2 separate regions of the Triticum aestivum genome follow, and region 2 is linked to region 1. The links are chromatin contacts, called in public Hi-C maps. All regions are on one chromosome and are shown on one strand. Each heading gives the region's core, a stretch centred on a gene start, on an enhancer-like site or on the middle of the called end of the contact. The rest is flanking DNA. Distances are from core to core; before and after follow the strand shown. Region 1 has its middle 61 kb from the start of LOC123066600. Region 2 holds the start of LOC123072458 (scarecrow-like protein 3).

Region 1 (5,132 bases), core at 2,017-4,516:
CAGGACTCGGTGGCCAGCGAGGGCTGGATCCCGGGACGGCGGCCCCGGACGTCGGAGGACTGCGTCGGCGGCTGTGGACTTGCGATGGACGACGCGACGGCCGCGGTGGTGGTCGATCCGTGCACAAGACGCTTGATGGAGGCCATTGGAACAGATCTGGGTGAAGACCCGCTCGCGGCTGCTGCCGAGGCCGACGATGGCGGCACTGTTCGGTGTCGTTCCCTTGTTGAAGGCATCGCTGTTGAGAAGTTCCAGGCCACTATCTGCTACCTCCGGGGAAAACCCTACATCAGTAGATCGGATGACGTCGGCATTATTGTGTCGTTTCCCTCTTGTGGCGTCATTCTTGGAGGTGTACATGGGCTCGAGGGACCCGTGGACGGAATAATTGGTGGAGCGGTGATTCATCCTGCACATTAATGGTGGCGACTCTCGGTGGCGTGGCGCAGTGGAGACTCGGCGCCTGATGTGTGGCGTGGGACTCGCACAGGAGGGTGACGTTATCAGGCGTTGTGGTGGTGTCGATGGCAGAGAGGTCGGGCAAGGTGGTGCAGCAGTGCATCACTGAAGATGGTTTGGTGGCAGCTGGCTGCGGCGGCCTCATACCCGTCAGGCGTCCTGGTTGGGAACTCAGGTCTTAAATGTTAGGTTTAGCTGGCGATGTCTATTTGGTATCAGGCCCAGACTATCAGCGCCCCTTCATCAATTAGATAGGAGTAGCGACAGTTGTTGCTTAGATGGCGGCTTTAGGTTAACTGTTGTATGACTTTGCAAGGTCTTCTGAGAATAATTAATAAAGTGAGCGTATGCATCGTCCAGATGCAGAGGCCGGGGTCGTCCTCTTTTTCTAAAATAAAATAAAAAATAAGACGGGAAGGCACGACATAGATACGCACTAGAACACATGTATGCATGCACATGCACATGCACATGCACGTAGCAAGTTTAACATAAACAGCAGAGCTCCTACGAGTTTCAGTAAAAGAAAAAGTTTAATCAAAATAAACTGTGATCCTCACGTAGAGTCCTAGGGTGCACAATTATTATGGGAATACCGTCCCATGGTGGTCACCTGCTAGTTTCTACCCTCTACTTACATAGGTAGGTGCACCGTGCACGGGAGTAGGTTAGAAAAAAGAGAAGAATCGCACGCCATGCCGCTTTGACGCATGCTGCCATACAAAAACACAAAAGAAAAAGAGATGATCCCATCCCACCACGCCACGCCATAGATAGGTCCAACTGGGACGAGGACAAGCACCATGGTTGTCCTTCGCATTTGGCGCGGGCGCTTGCGCATAGCAGCCAGGAGAAACAGACGTACATGTCCTCAAAAGTCCAGCCCGTGCCACGCTCTCCCCTGCCTGCTTTTCTTCCCATCCCATCACCGGAGTGGAGGCAAAGACAAGAAGTAAATCGTTGTTTTGCCCGTGGTTTTTGGTTGGAGCTGGCGCTGGCACCGTGGATGAATAGGGTGCGTCCAAAGCGGATAGGCTCGGGGGTCGCTACCTTGTGGATGGCGTTTGGAAAAAGTCCAAAACAAACCTTCAATTTGTAGGCGAAAGCTAAATCAAACCTCGAACTCTTAATCCCTGAAATGAGTACACCAAACTCTCTAACCCCGGTCTATTTTAAACCTTGACAGAACGTAGCCGGGATTTGCTGAATTGGGCCGGTCCAGTAGCGCACTTACTCGCGCACGCGCACTAATCTGGTTTTCTTAGTTTCTTTCTTTTTCGTTTTATTTTCATTTTTCATTTTTACACATGTCTAAATTTGCTCAGTATCCAATGTACATTTTTGACGCACACATTAAATATTTTTGGATAAACTTTTGATATTTTCAAATACATTATGTACATTTTTAAATTAAATGTTTTAAAAACTTTTTGAATACATGGTAATATTTTTTCAAATACATGTTTTACATTTTATTAATGATAAAAAACATTTTATAAAACTACATGTACACCCTTTACGTGGTTCAACATTTTTAAATCTGCATACACTTTTTTCAAGGACATGCCACACATATTCAGTTAAGGTTATGACACACATTTTTACATCACGCAAACATATTTTTACATTGCACACACATTTTTTTGAAAATGTCGCAAACACTTTTTTTGAAACTCGTGAGCACTTCAAAATTTTGTTCAGGTTGCAAAAAATGTTTATAAAGGTGTTCGCTTTTTCAAAGTTGTTGGTTTTTAAAAGTATTCGGAATTTTCAAAAAGTTCTCACACATTATAAATGTTCAAATATTTCATATATAAATACGTTTTCAATACTTGTTTGCCCCTAAAACATATTTTCAAAGTTCGACGCTTTGGTTTCTGATTAAATATTTCGGGCCTCTGACTATGTCAGCCATAGTCGTCTACTGTAGTGGCTACCAGGTCCCAAGTTCGACTCCAGGGCATGTTTTTTTGTGTTGAAATTATTAGGTCACCTGATAAGAAAAAGAAAGAAAGAATTTGTATGTCCCATTGTTAAGGAAAAAAACTCGCTTTATGTCTGGTGGGCTGGCCAACAATCTGAAACATTTTATAAATACATTATTTATGAAATAATTTATGAAATACCAAAAACATTATTAAAAAATGTGACACAATTTTAAAAATATGAAACATTTTTCAAATCATGTGAAAAACTGTTGGAATTCTGAACATTTTTTGACAAATGTATTTTTTTTGAAATCACAAACAGTTTTTTAAAATGCTAATATAGTTTAAAAATTCCAAACAGTTTTTAAAAAACACAAAAAGTATTGAATTTGTTCGAAAAATAGAAAACATGAACATTTTTAACTTCTGAACAATTTTAGAAATGTGCGGAAATTTTTTAAACCTCACGAATTCTTGTTTTGCTACAGTGGGCCGGCCCAAATTCTTGTCCGTGAGAGTAGCTGGTAATCCCGACCGGGATTGTAGTATTCCCGATGTGCCAAACAGGTATAGGGTCCAAAATAGATAGGGATTACAAGTTCAGAGTGTCAATTTTCGGGATTCAAAGTTCATGGTTTGATTTAGCTTTCATCTACAACTTCAAGGTTTATTTTAAACTTTTTCCATGGCGTTTTGTTGGGTTCGGAAAGAAACCGACCTGCTCCCAGGCGGCAACCATCGAACGAGACCAAAAGCATCGGCCTCGTGATGGAGACAAGAGCAGAGCGGGTGGCGGCGGTGACGGTATTCAAAGCTGCCTGCGATGCGTCCAAAACGAGAGCGGACGCCCAAAAGCTTGCTACGCGCCAAGGCCAGGCACGGCATGGTGGCCGCTGTCCGTTTGTTCCCACGTTCCGATCCCTATCTGCGTATATGGATACATACATGCAATGCTACTCCTTCCCTCCCTCTCCGTGTCTTGTTTCTTTGTACACTTGTCTCGTCTTCTTTGTTTCTTAGCCGGACAAGTTGGCCAGCGATGAGCCCAAATTTATTTGGTTTGTAGTACGCTCTTGGAGCTGTTTGGTTACAAGTTAATGGCGGGTCATGTCTGCCGCTATCCACCACCTCCGGGCAGTGCACTTGTTGCAAGCTGCCAAAAGAAAAATCAATTCGTTATTTGGCCACACACACCAACACAGTAGTATTTAGCAGGACATTAGCTATCTTGTGAGGGGTTGCTGAAAATGTGGTACTACTACTGTGTCTGCTCGTATTTCTTGATCATCTTGCGCGGCCTCTCACCTCCTCTTCTCATCAGCTCAGTGGCTAGCAATGCGCAAAGAAACAGCGGATGAGCAGAAAGACCTACTATGCCCAACCGTTCATGCATCTCGTTCGACACACATATCCGTTGGTTTCCTGTCACGGGTCACCGCCGGTACGACCGTCCACTTGTGCTCCAAATTAGCATGGCCATCCTTTCATAGTTTAGTGCAGACTTTTGAACAATGCATTTTTCCAAGCAAACAGATGCAAGACCAAGGGACAAGTTTGGCTTCCAAAATTCAAGTCGTTGTAATCAGACACGTCACTCGCGCTAGACTTTCTTGGTGAATTGATTGAATCCCGTGCTCACGAACAGATGCAAGACCAAGGAGAGATTCAATGTATGGTACAGTTTGGGGGCATGGGAAAGTTAGGGAGAGAAGATTGCTAGGAGAGCTAAAACAAAGCACAGGCTTATATAAACTTGACTGCTTTTTTGGGTCGTGAAAAGGACATTAGCCGGCCCTCTTCTATGACAAAATTATTGGTCTGGACATTAGCCAGCACATGCTTATATTGTCTAAGGAGTTGTTTAAGCTTTGACCATGGACGTTGAACTTTAGAGACAAGACCGGTCACACGCGCCATGACAGGGCCGGATGGGCACATGGTACGAGCACGACACGACCATGGGGTATATATATCGTGTTTGTGAAGTTAAGGAAGTTCCTGACACTCCACGTTTACCACATGATCGATCACGCGCCGATCTTATATTAAACAAACAGCAGTGCCACCTTTCACGGCTTCACGGCCTGATCAATGCAATTGATAGTGCCATCGATCAGTGGATCACTGCAGTTACCACCGCTGAACAAAGGCACAACCGGCGACGCGCGGTGGTCAAACCGGAGAAAAAACCGACCGCATGCACATGCAACAATCCAGCCCGAATCCTCAACCACCCAAACAGAAAATCCATTGTTCTCCGCGTTGTCGTCCGGGCGGAGGAAACGAAACGAGAGCGGAAGCGGTGACGAGTCGCGAACGTATGCACTACGCCATGCATGAAGCTCGTACCTAGCTTCCGGCTTTGACGGTTTTTATTTGTGTGCGGAGTATTTATTTATTTTGTTTTACAAGCGCATAGGGCGTATGTAAGCACTCAACTAGTTCGAACTAGAATTTCATGGAGTTTATCAGCTAGCTCGGATTACAATTCAAAATGGAGAGGAAAGTGAGATCAACTTCATGTACACACCATGCCATGGGCACTAGCCGTTCCGTCGTCCTATCCCGAGAAGACACAGATAACGGTACTTAAGCTGGTACACGGCCCATGGGCCATGGCCCATTCAGGGCCCACAAGCCAAGCCGGCAAGCGAGGCTTGCTTTTCAGCCTATGATTTGAAACGGACTTCTCTTCCCGCCCATCATCAGAGCCGCTTACAATTCCTCCCCGACAAGAAACGGCTT
Region 2 (5,380 bases), core at 1,759-4,258, 130 kb after region 1:
TCCATTTTTCTGTCCCAAACAGATAAAATCCTGATGAAACGGACGTCTATTTGAGGTCGTGCGTTCAAGTTGCCTGTAATGCAGTTGAGGTAATGAGAAGAACTCCAAGCAAACGGCGTTGGAGTTGCCCGTAGCGCAGTTGAGGGAACGAGAAGAACTCCAAGCAAACGAATGGTCCAGATGAAAATCCCGCGGATGGATCCAACCATGGCCACCTGTTGCCTTGTGCACAAGGACGGACAAGACGGGGAACCAAAGCATAGATGCAACTCCTCCACTGTGCAGTGCACTAATTGGAGAACAGTGGCATGCTCGTGTCCACTCCAGCTCCAAGATGGCTCGTGAGCCGATACCATCGCACACTTGTCAAAATATACGTATGCCCAGCCAGCAGGATCAGTTTTGGATGAGCCATCGACAAGGACGGCTCAGCATGTTTTACATCTAAAAAGTAGTATGAAAAATCATGCGTGAACTGGAAACATAGCGGAAGGTCCCCAGAGGTGCAGTACGTGCCCTGAAAGTTCAGTCGTTCAGACAACGCAAGCAACAAATTTCTCCCCTTAACCCGACAATTACGTAGATTTCAACAAAGTTAACAAGACGTAAGCGTTGGATCCGACCAGAGGCATCAACTGGCGTCCCGTAATCACCTTCTTTCGATGAAAACAAAGTTCTCAATCAGCCGTCTTGTGAGTCATGCGGCTCACAATTAGCCTTACCTAACGATTTGCATCTGGGTTTATCCCCTTTTCACCAAATGCAACCTGCCCTCTTAGGCACGAAGGATTCGATCGAATGGAAATATAGATTGACAGTTAGATAGATAGATAAACCACCAGACGATCCAATCCGCATGGATCGACCACTTCATCATTCCTGCTGAAATCTGTGCACTGATCCGAACCAACAGGGGAAGGGACACACACACACACACACACACGAGCAGTATGGACAGACACACGGAGCATGCGTACGCATGCAGCAAGTTTGGTCCAAAACAAGCAGCGCATGCATATGCATGCCCCAAGTTCAGTCTACAACAAACTAAACAAAACAATCCGAAGAAGAAATGGAATTTTAGATGTGATGATGAAGATGAAACGCCTAGCTAGCTAGCTAATGTCCATGGGTTGTGGTGGTACTAGTAGTGGTGACATCGACAGGGCCGGCGGTCAGTCGAAGCGGCGGCCGCGCCAGGCGGAGACGGAGAAGAGGGCGCGCTCCTGCCAGCACAGGAAGAAGGTGCCCTTCTCCTCGCGTACCTTGAAGCCGTCGCACCCCAGCCCCTGCGCCGCCCGCCGGGCCTGCAGCAGCGCGTAGTAGCTGAGGGGCACGCGGCCGAAGCCGGCGCCCTCCATGCGCGCCGCCCACCGGTCCAGCCGCTCGTGCCGCTCGCGGCGCTCCGCGCCGTCGCAGGCCACGATGTTCTTGATCTCCTCGCCCAGGAGCCACCGCTCGACGCGCGCGCGCTCCACCGACCCGCGCGCCGCGCCCACCTCCAGGCAGTCGAACAGCGCCGCGTAGTAGTTGAGCGCCTCCACGAACCGCTCCGTCAGCCCCGGCGTGTTGTGGCTCGCCTCCTGCTCCGCCACCACCATCACCTTGGGCGACAGCCCCCACAGCGCGCCCAGGAACGCGTCCGCCCGCGAGGTGGACGGGGACAGCAGCCCGGAGGAGTCCGGGCTGCTCTTCCTGCGCCGCTCCTTGTCGGCGGTCGGGGCGGCGGGGGTGTCGTCGTCGGTGGCGAGCAGGCGGTGGAGCTGCAGGCTGGAGCTGATGGCCAGCGCCTCGCCGGTCTTCACGCGGAGGGACTCCACGTCCAGCGCGTCCAGGCGGGACACCACGGGGTTGAACTGGAACGGCACGTCCAGCCGCTCCGCCTCCTTGGTGAGCGCCATGGCCGTCTTCGAGAGCAGGTCCTTGTGCTCGTGCACGGCGGTGAGGCGGAAGTGCGGCGGGCCCTCGGGACGCGCGGCGAGGAGGTGGAGCAGCTCGAGCCACTGCGTGGCGTCGGCGCCGCCGAGGTCGATGACGTGCACGATCTTCTCCGACTCCATGGCCTCGAGGATCGCCTGGTTGGCCGCTGCGCCGGCGAGGCGGAGGAAGGGGCAGAGGTCGAAGAAGTGCCTGCGCGCGACGGCGACCTCGGCCGGCGTGGGGCCCGCGCGGGGCAGGAGCAGCGCCCGGCACAGCCCGGGCCACGCACGGAGCGCGCGCCGGGCCAGCGCCTCCGCGAAGGCGGCCGCGACGCGCTGCATGGCGTCGCCGTCGGGCGCGGCGAGCGTGGCGATGTGCTCGAGCGCGGCGTTGGCGGCGTCGAGCCGGCCGGACGACGCCGCGGCGGCGCAGTTGAGCAGGAGGTGGATGAGGCAGAGGCCGCGCTCGTCGGAGCGGAGCTCCCGGAGCATCCAGGGCGGCGTGGCGCCGGCGCCCGCGGCGCCGGCTCCCGGGTGCGGGTGGAGCGGCATGTTTGAGAAGTTCTGCAGCGGGGAGGACGTGACCGACGAGGAGGAGCCTTCGTCCTGGTGGACCATCAGCCTGGCCAGCGCTGCCGCCCGCTCTGCTCGGCGATGCCGCTCGGTTCACGAAGCTAGTAGCAAAGTCGCTTCGTTTCCGTGTCTATCTATCTATCTATCTATCTCTCCGATGCCGGCCGTCGCGTGGTGGACGACGGACGATTTATACGGTGGCCGTGGCTCAGAGGTTTTGGCTCGCTGCGGAAGGCTGCGTGCTGCGTGGCGCAAAGGAGAAATCCAATTAACAAACCGAGACAGCAGGCTTAAATAGACGGGTGTGGAGCAGGCCAAGCAGACGGAGAGGAGCGGGAGGACACGGCAGGGCAGGGCAGGGAAGAGAAGGAGACAAGCAGAGAGGAACAAAGGGCAGAGGTCCAAGAGGACGGCAACAAGGGGCAATGGCTCGAGGAACAAGAATACAATTCACTCGGGTCAGAGCGAGGAGCGGAGCGGACAAAGGGGAAATCAGGGCCTATTATTTCTGCACGCGCTCGTCGGGCATGTATGCATGCACGCATGGATCAGTAGTATTCAGTGATCTTTACTGTGTTTAGCATCATCGGGGGGGGGGGGGGGGGGGGGGGGAGGGAGAGAGAGAGGAGGCAGGCAGGAAAACAGAGTATTCCCAGGTGTAGTAAATACATGAAAAATGGCATACTTATTTTTATAGAAGGCAGAGAAGTATTTACAAGAACTTGTGTAGGATGCGAACATCCCCACAAAATTACAACCCCACCAACACCTGAAAATCTAAGCCTACTCTCTCACGAATCTGTGTAGAACTCCAGCACCCACACCGGCTTCCTTCCATGCCTTGATCTCATCCAGGATGTGCCCATGGAGTTGTGCAACTGACATTTGTTGATCTGCGCGGTTAAACATTATGGCGTTGCGTTGCCTCCACAGTTCCCAGGTGTCTGCCGTGACTAAAGTATCGAAACCTCTCTTGTTAGCTCCTTGAAACTACCCCTCGCCTGGTGCCACCACTCAAGTAAAGTGTCGTTCGTGTCCGGTCTTCTCACTGCAATGTTAAGGTCCATGAGGCACCGGTTCCAGATGTCTCTCGCGTAGCCACATTGGATGTGTATGTGTTTTGCGTTATCTTTATCCTGGAGGCAAGTGTAACAGGCCGATGGAGCCTCCTACAAACCATGTCTCGCGCTGCGATCCGAGGTCCAGATCCGATGTTGAACAGTCAACTAGATATGAATCTTGCACTTGAGCGGCGCCCAGTTCCTCCAAATGCATGTGTCGTAAGGGGGCACGCTGCAATCCTGAGCAAAGTCTGTCATAGGCCGAGCGACCCGTGTATACACCCGACGCATCGCACGGCCAAGTGAACACGTCCTCAACTGTCAGATCACGCTGGACCGCGGTGATCGCTTGCTGCAGGTGCAGAAGTTGGATGTGTGCTGTGAAGGACAGTTACCCCTGCACATCAAGCGGCCATGTCGTGCCCAAAAGCGCCTGCTGGACTGTCGTCTGATTCCTCGTCCATTTGATCACCTCGCGTACAATCAGAGGCGCAATATCCGTGGCAGCGAAACCGTGAATCCGTCTGTCGCGCCAGAACAGGACCTTTGCACCCTCTCGCACCTTAATATTGACCAGGCTGTGGAACACTTGTCTCGCTTCCTTATCCACGATCTGCGGAGTTCCTTGCCATGGTCTCTCTGGATCCACTCTCCTCAACCATTCCCATATGACCCACAGCGCGAGTTCTTGGGTTTGCAAGTCTTTGACTCCCTGCCACCAAGCATTGCCCACCATTCACCTTTTCCTTGGCCGTCCAAAAGAATGCTCTCATCCATTTATTGAGCTCCTCGTAAAGCCACAGGGGCGCGTTCATCACCAAGAAGTGATGTATTGGCCTCAGAAAAGAACGTCAGATACCCTAGCCCCCTCCCCGCTCCTCGCGTAACGCCGTGCGTCCACCCTCCCTCCTGCTGTTCGCCACTCCGGCCACGACGACCACCCCTCTCCTGCTCTCCGCAGGCAGCGCCATCGCCAGGGCTGGGTGCTCGCCGTCCTCCGTGGCCCGCCCTCACGGGGAGCGCCCCGTCGTCTCCGGCTTGGGCATCTCCTCTGCTTCCGAGCGGTCGGTGGAGGCGGCCGCGCAGGAGGCTGCGCCGGATCTGGCGCTGGAGGTGGAGTCTTGCCGGCGCCTGGTTCCCTAGATGGAGGCGCCGCCGTCGAGGAAGACCCTATGGAAGCGCAGGCGCGAGTTCGGGAAGTCGGAGGTGGCTCTGCTCCCTTCCTCCCCGAGCCGCAGGGAGATCTCGCCGGACATGTGTGGCAAGTGTTTCAGGTGATTGGAAAAGGGGCACTTTCTGTAAGTGCATCTAGTGCCCCTTAGTGATTTTGGTGTATTGAAGACTTATAGGTCAAGGGACTAATATGTTTATGAGTGTACACAGACTCTATAAGTCCATGAGGAGTTTGATAAGTAATGTGAAATTCGACCCCTAAAAATGAATGTCTTCAGCTGAAGACTTTAGTTTTTCTGAAGACTTTGAAAGTGAAGAAATTGGTGTGACCTTTAAGACTTGGATATTCATGCGAGGATTATGAAGCGTGAAGACTTTTGTTTTCGTAGTGTCATTTTCTCCTTCTTGAGTCATAGGAAACACCGTACTGCTAACGGGGGTCGAGGTAATACTAAGGAAACTGATTTCCAAGTGATGCTCATCTCGAAATCCTACACCTAGCCAATCCTTTGAATAAAGACTTTGGAAATCTCATATCAGTTCAGTCAAATTTCTTCAGTGACAGAGACATAGATCTTCTAGTCTCTGAGGAATTGGTTCTGACTGGGGAGTTAGGAATTCGCCAGTGCGGATTGCCTACACAGTGAGAAACAT

What was found. A called contact is a pair of places that touch in the nucleus more often than the background predicts.
Region 2: a contact with region 1 is called in a Hi-C map of leaf, with 5 times the contacts expected there. The contact joins the promoter of LOC123072458 here to the enhancer-like site in region 1. A contact is called at or near these places in 2 of 5 Hi-C or Micro-C datasets (leaf and root).

What each region holds. Positions count from the first base shown.
Region 1 is chr3B:790,463,000-790,468,131 of IWGSC CS RefSeq v2.1, forward strand. No RefSeq gene overlaps it. Among protein-coding and RNA genes, the nearest start is that of LOC123066600, 61 kb to the left of the region's middle. Within about 2 kb of position 3,267, at least 4 of the 8 cell types and tissues checked have an H3K27ac peak or open chromatin away from gene starts, as enhancers often do. A contact at or near this core is called in leaf, where this site is marked.
Region 2 is chr3B:790,588,336-790,593,715 of IWGSC CS RefSeq v2.1, forward strand. LOC123072458 (scarecrow-like protein 3) reads right to left here and starts at 3,009. Exons shown (of 1, transcript XM_044496010.1): 1 at 826-3,009. The coding sequence starts at 2,537. The coding sequence ends at 1,176.